Regions from separate parts of the Mus musculus genome. Here region 2 is linked to region 1. Evidence: chromatin contacts called from public Micro-C data. All regions are on one chromosome and are shown on one strand. Each heading gives the region's core, a stretch centred on a gene start, on an enhancer-like site or on the middle of the called end of the contact. The rest is flanking DNA. Distances are from core to core; before and after follow the strand shown. Region 1 holds the start of Twist2 (twist basic helix-loop-helix transcription factor 2). Region 2 holds the start of Hes6 (hairy and enhancer of split 6).

Evidence for each region. Hi-C and Micro-C count contacts between places; a contact is called where the count stands out from the background.
Region 2: a Micro-C map of embryonic stem cells shows a contact between it and region 1, with 2.1 times the contacts expected there. The contact joins the promoter of Hes6 here to the promoter of Twist2 in region 1. A contact is called at or near these places in 1 of 39 promoter capture datasets (embryonic stem cells), 5 of 484 Hi-C or Micro-C datasets (embryonic fibroblasts, embryonic stem cells and stem cell-derived neural progenitor cells), 1 of 115 datasets of contacts at active chromatin or transcription factors (the NIH/3T3 cell line) and 1 of 9 other capture datasets (pancreatic islet).

What each region holds. Positions count from the first base shown.
Region 1 is chr1:91,799,912-91,803,265 of GRCm38.p6, forward strand. It overlaps Twist2 (twist basic helix-loop-helix transcription factor 2), which reads left to right and starts at 1,550. Exons shown (of 2, transcript NM_007855.3): 1 at 1,550-2,238. The coding sequence starts at 1,716. The coding sequence ends at 2,198.
Region 2 is chr1:91,411,453-91,414,806 of GRCm38.p6, forward strand. Hes6 (hairy and enhancer of split 6) reads right to left here and starts at 1,770. Exons shown (of 4, transcript NM_019479.3): 1 at 1,605-1,770; 2 at 1,441-1,527; 3 at 1,269-1,350; 4 at 31-1,030. The coding sequence starts at 1,685. The coding sequence ends at 606.

The DNA.
Region 1 (3,354 bases), core at 300-2,799:
TTGAATTTTTAAAAGATGAAGGAAAGGGACATTGGATAAAATGTGGCCTTCCCAGAAGGCAAGTCAGCCTGGCAATGGGCACTGTGGCTGAAGGAGACCTTTAACTACCCTTCTGAAGCCTGAGAATGTTTAAGGAGCCACAGAGCTGTGACAGTCCTCTGTGAGTGGGCCTGCTCTCCACAGAGCATTGTTCCAGTGGTGCGTGTTGCATGTCCCCAAAGGTGGAGAGCCCAGGCCTTTGGTGAGGGGGCAAGAAGTGGCATACACAGCTCTTCCAGCTCCTTAGACAGTGGTCTCAACCCGAGGGCCCCACATCGGGGGCCCTCCCCACTGCCCCCAGGAGTGGCTGAGGCTGTAGCAGTCTCTGGCCTCAGGTTCAACTTCAATAAGACCTAGTTAGCCCTTGATCACAGGGCTTCTCTGACAGCCATGCTCAAGCCTGGCCTAGTTGAGCCCGGGTCACCTGGGAATAGGTTCAAAGGCAAGGAAGCTGTAAACCACCTCCAGGCCCCAGCTAGAGCGGCCTGGCGAACAAAGAGACCCCAAGCACTTCAAACGCGCTGGCTGGCGCTCGGCGCTCAGAGTCCAGATGGCAAAGGGCCGGGATCCGTGATGTCTGTTCACCAAGGCCTGGCCCAATGTTCTGCAATCCTGAGCCCTCCTGCCCTGCCCATCAGTGCCCAGGGCAGGGGACTTCAGACAGGTTCAGCCTCTCCCTAGTCTCAGTGTTCTGGGCCCACCACCCGCCTGCAAGTGAAGCACAGTACAGAGGCTGAGGCTGAACCCCAAACCGGGATCCAACACTCAGGGCAAGGTCAGGTAGGCAGGCATGGCGGGCACATGGGCGCTCCCGCAGAGGCTCGCTGTGATGCCTAAGCTATAAAGCATTTAGGGGGCAGGTTCTGAAAACGTGTCCAGGCTGAAGTAGCCCAGAAAATCGGGATTGAAAAAGGATCTCCAACTTGCATACTGGCCCGAGCCGGGCGGCGTCTCTATAGATCCTAGAGGCGAGATCGTGGGGGTGGACATCTCTGCCAACAGGCGAGTATCTGCCCTGCCCCGGGTCGTGGCACTCTGCCTGCACAGCTCCACTCACTGCGGGCAGGATCGCGTTGCAGACGCCGGAGGTCTCAGTGCGCGCCCCAAGAGGCTCCCAGCTGCGTCCTTGGTCCACGGAGCACATCTGGGCTTGGACTTGCCTCCTCCACCCCTCGCAGAGACCCTGAACCCTGGCAGGGCCAAATCTGCTCCAGGAGACTCAGACAAAGGCAGGCACCGTTGAACTTAGAGGTCAGCACCGCTGATTAGCGGCCCGCGCCTGGGGTAGGAGCGCAGGCTGAGCGCGCGGATCTGGCCTCCGAGATGCGGGCCACAGTCAGGGCCGAAAAAAGCGGAGACAAAACTGAAAGTGCCGCCCGGGGGGGGGGGGGGGGGCGGGGGCGGCCGGCGAAGGCCCCAGAATTTGTCCTGCCCCTGGCCACGGTGGCCAATCAGCGCGCCGCCCTCGCTCCTGACAGCTATTTAGCAACCCAGCCGGGATAGAGTTTCCAAAAAAGTTAGAATAACTTCCTCTCCCGGAGACCTCGGTTTTGCACAAGCCGGCCTCGAAATCAGAGCCTTTGAGAGCGACCCGGGAGCCTGTGCTCGGCGGCCGCGGGCTTGGCCAGTGGCGTGCGCTCGGCGCCCCCCAGCCCCACGCGCGCCGGGCGGGCGCCATGGAGGAGGGCTCCAGCTCGCCGGTGTCCCCCGTGGACAGTCTGGGCACCAGTGAGGAAGAGCTGGAGAGGCAGCCCAAGCGCTTCGGCCGGAAGCGGCGCTACAGCAAGAAATCGAGCGAAGATGGCAGCCCGACCCCGGGTAAGCGCGGCAAGAAGGGCAGCCCGAGCGCGCAGTCTTTCGAGGAGCTGCAGAGCCAGCGCATCCTGGCCAACGTGCGCGAGCGCCAGCGCACCCAGTCGCTCAACGAGGCCTTCGCCGCGCTGCGCAAGATCATCCCCACGCTCCCCTCTGACAAGCTCAGCAAGATCCAGACGCTCAAGCTGGCCGCCAGGTACATAGACTTCCTCTACCAGGTTCTCCAGAGCGACGAGATGGACAATAAGATGACCAGCTGCAGCTACGTGGCTCACGAGCGTCTCAGCTACGCCTTCTCCGTGTGGCGCATGGAGGGCGCGTGGTCCATGTCCGCCTCCCACTAGCGCCGCGCCGTGCCATCCACCTCCGGAGCCGCAAGCCAGGGTAGGTGCTGCGTGTGGTGGGCATCCACGACGCACGGGTGGGTGGGCGGACGGGCCAGTGTATCTCTCCTCGTGAAGGTACCTCAGGCAACCGCACAGGGATGGGGTGAGCTTCCTCACCCTGCAAGGGTTGGCGCGACCTGAGAAAACTCTCCTACCCCGGGGGCACGCCCAAGGTCTTTTGCCAAGGGTATCCGTTCGGAATCCACCCGCCTGTGGTTCCCCATCAGGGTCCAAATACACTTATTGGACAAATGGTCACTTTTCATTTTTGGTGGATGGGTATCTGTGGGTGACTCTGTGGGGAGCGGTTGTCAAAACGTCTTCCTTAGGCCAGCGGAGGCCAGGAGATGCGATGCCCGCTGGGTTGTGGCCGACCTGTTGCCTCGCGCTCATTCTATGGAGCTGAGGAGCCCACGCGTGGTACAGACAATCCGCTCTTTCTGATCCGCAGTTCCGGCCCGCGCCTTGGATGCTAGGGCGTTCAAGCCCTAGCCGGCTCAGTACGTAAGATGATGCTGGCCCCTGGCGCGGCAGAGAGGTTTCTGTTCAGCGCTGGGGCTCCAGGTTCACAGAGGAGCAAATCTCTGGGCGCCAAGAATGCAGTAGACCCTTGTCGCCCCAAAAGTATGGAACCCTCAAGCGCCCAGGCCTGGGTGGATGTAGCGGCTTGGAGTCTCTGGCTGCCTGCAAGCAGGTGGATCGTATTTAGAGTTGTGTGCTTAAGTACCACCATCCTTGAACTTGGAAAGACACAGAGGCAAGGGATTCAGGCTGGGTAACAGGTCTGAGTGTGCGGTGGGTGTGGATGAAGAAGCAGTGTGAGCAGGGCCTTGCCTGGGAAGAAGGCAGCTCAGCACAGCTGAGCACCGGATTGGTGTTTCAGAGAGCGTTTATCATGTCCTGCACCCGCTGCTTAGCAGACACATCCCAAATCCCCAGGCAGCCCCAGGGGCAGTATCCTGCAGGCTCTGCTTCCCTGAGGCCTTGCTTAGATCTTCGAGGGGAGCGTGGTATAGAAAATTCTTCCCACTTAATTTTCCTTCGTTTTTCATGCATCTTGTGTGTTTTTTTTTAAATGAAAGTCTCCGCTTAACACAGAAAGAATTTGGATTAA
Region 2 (3,354 bases), core at 520-3,019, 390 kb before region 1:
GTTGAACATTCACACATTGGACACATCAATGACAGTACACCAGGAGCAACTAACTCCAAAGTTCTTTATTTAATTCGGTTGGAGCATCGATGGGATGGCAACCAAACTCACACGCGCGCAACTGTGTTACAAACGAGGAGCAGCTTCAGTGACCGCAGAATATGCCCGCCTCCCCTGGTCTCATAGCCAAAGTAGCAAATCTGAACTTCCTTTCAGGTCAGGATTGCTGTGGCCTGTGTGTCCCTGCCCAGGACCCTAATGCTCAGTCTCAAGATTGGCCACTTCTGCCCTAGATCCTCAGAATGCCCAAAAGGCAGGGAGAGGTGAACACGAGGGAGCCCTGGCAGCTCTCCAAAAGTCTCCTGTCTTTCTTTAGTGCACCCCCTGGCCCCCCAGCCACCATCCAGAGCTCTAGGGTCCACGAAAAAATAGTGCTAGGGACCTGCAGGGCCTGGCCATTAGGGTTGTCATTCAAGTCATCTGTTGGAGAGTGGGGAGGGCATACCTGGGGGGCATCCTGAGCTGTCTCCACCTTATCTGATACCCAGGGAGGAAGCAAACTTAAGGATGGCAGCCACCATTCACAGGTCCCTGGTAAGTGTTGGTCACCAAGGCCTCCACACACTCTGAGCCCGGCGAGCTGCAGTCAGGCTGCCTAAGGATGTAGACACCAAATCCGGCCCCTCAGCAGGCACCCGGTTTAGTTCAGCCTCTGGGATCTCCTCTAGGTCAGAACACAGGTCGTCCCCGGGACCTGGGGGACTGGACAATGGGGATTCTGGGGACCCTCCTGGAGGCCAGCTGCTCCTCCCAGAGCCTCCAGGCAGCCCAGCTAGGGAGTCCCCCAGCAGATCCTGAAAGCTGCTACCCTCACGCAGCGGCATGGATTCTAGCAGGTGGTTCAGGAGTTCAGCTGAGACAGTGGCATCGATGGCTTGGCACGTGGACACGAACGTGTGCACCTCATGCATGCACTGGATGTAGCCAGCAGCGAAGCGCTCGCTTGCTTCAGCCTGCAGCTGCTCCCGCTCTGTGCAGGAGGGTGGGAAGAAGAGAGCAGCGTCCCGCACCGTGAGCAGTGACTATCGTGGCTCGGACGATCCGCTCCGCGGGTTCGGGGCTCACCCAGGAGACACAGTAGCGTGTCCCGTTCTGGGGGAAGCCCTTGCCATGGATAGGACCGGGGCTCCGGGAGCCGACGTGTCCCGCTGTTGGGTGGCAGGCGTGCCCGGTCAGCGCCCCCGCCCTCGATCCCCGCCGCCACTCACCGCGCGCCCGGCCTCGCAGCGCGCCCTGCACGCGCCTCACGGTCAGCTCCAGAACCTCGGCGTTCTCTAGCTTGGCCTGCACCTGCGCAGAGGGGAAGGGAGTTGAGTCCGGCCGTGCGCTTCGGGGTGCACCCTGAAGGTCCCCCTCCCCCCTGCACCTTTCCCGTCGCACCTCGGTACCGGCCAGCAGCAGCCGCAGCTCCTGAAGACTCTCGTTGATCCGTGCGCGTCGCTTCTTCTCCACCAGGGGCTTCCGGGCCTGTGGGAAGCGGCTACTGAGCCCCCTGGCCCGCGCAACCTCCCCCAAGCCCATCCACCCGTAGCCCCTGTCCGCACCTTGCGGTCCCCCCGTGCTTCCCAGCGGTCCTCATCCTCCTGGCCTGCACGGTCCCGGCTGGGCGCCTGGGACGGAGCCATGGTCTACGGAGCCCGGCGCCCTAGTGCAAACTACTCAGCGAGGTGGGTCGCAGCCCGGAGGCCCCACTAGCTCTCCGGAGTCTTCCGGCCCGCGGGACCCCGCCCATTTTATAGCAACTTATTTACATGTCAATGCACCGATTGGCTGTGCGTGGTCGGAGAGGCCAGCCGTGAGGCAGCCTGTAGCCAATGAGAGCGGCGCGCTTTGTCAGGCCCCGCGGGTCTCTGGCAGCTGGCGGGGCGGAGCCCACAGCCAGACCTCCTGCCACTTAGGCCGGGCAGGACTCCTGGGCAGTGACCTCCGGCTTCTCTCTTGCTGGTGTGCTTGTACTTCCTTTCGCTGAGTTATGAGGCCAGACCTGCCTGCCTGTAAGCTCGGACTTAGCTATACATCCTTCGGTCCGTATATCTATCCATGCCGCCCTTCCACCCACCTCTTCACCCATCCATTCCTACAGGGCATTTGCTTCCCTTGGTTCACCAAAAGTGCTCTCGAGAATAGCGCTCCAGTCCCAGAGCTGACTTCAGACAGGGCAGTGCCAAAGTCAAGTCCGTGACCTCGGGACCTGGAAGGGGCTTCGGGTCACCGGTGGCGAGAGTGCAAAGTCCGGGGAAAGTACGAGCCAATTTAGCAGCAGGAACAGGACCCTTGTGTGTCCTTTTGGACCCATTAAGACACCTATAACCTTCTTACTCCAAGGTCCGCGGTCGTTCTTACTAAATCTCTATTTCTCTGTGCTCTAAGTCACTTACCCAACCACTACCTTGTCTATTTTAACCCCACCCCAACTGCCCCCAGTCAAGCTTCTCCTTCCTTGTTCATCACCCCGTACCCGCCTAAGCGCCTCTCATTTCCCTCTAGTTCCTCCGCATCCTCTTTGCGGTGGTCTCACACATCCCTGTTCCCCAACCCCTCTCCACGCTCACCTCCCTTCCCCGCGAGTCCCCTTAGAGTCCCCCATCCCCACTACCCCCAGTCCCTCTCAGCTCCTCCCCCTTCTATTCTTGGTTCCTGCAGGCCGAGGCTGCTGTCTGGCCCCAGTAACTTGATGCCCGTGACAGTTGGCAGCTGCAGCCGCTTCCGCAGAGAAAAGCGGCAGGCCGGCCAGGAGCGACAGGTGTTGGCCGCGCCTTTGTCTAGCTGGCTTTGTCCTGCAGGCTGCAACAGGCACGCCTGTGTCGGCCAGACGCCCAAGCCCCGCGTCGTCGGCGGTCCATCTGCCGGCCCTGCCTCGCCGCGGGAGGGGTGTGTGTGTGTGTGTGTGTGTGTGTGTGTGTGTGTGTGCGCGCGCGCGCGCCCCCTCGGAACCCCTGGCTCTGCTCCAGCGTTCTTGGATTTCGGCTGCTGCTTTAGAGCCAGGACAAGGAGCCAGCTCCTAATCAGCCTTTACATACTCCATCCTTAGGCCTGGACACCACTAAGCACTTCAGTGGCTGCCTGCCTGGGCACCGTTGAGGTCTTGGTAACTGGTGCTTCAGTCAGCCTGGCTGGAAGACCTTTGAGGAAGGGAAAGTACAAGCAGGCATCAATTTATTTTATTTTAGTGACTCCATTAGCCAAGTGGCTTAGACTCCATTGGTCCCAGCAGCGTGACTACTCACCCCATCTCAGGCTCAGGAAACCCTTCTCCTGTTCACCTCCCTCAGTTAAACTACTAGTTCCTGCCAT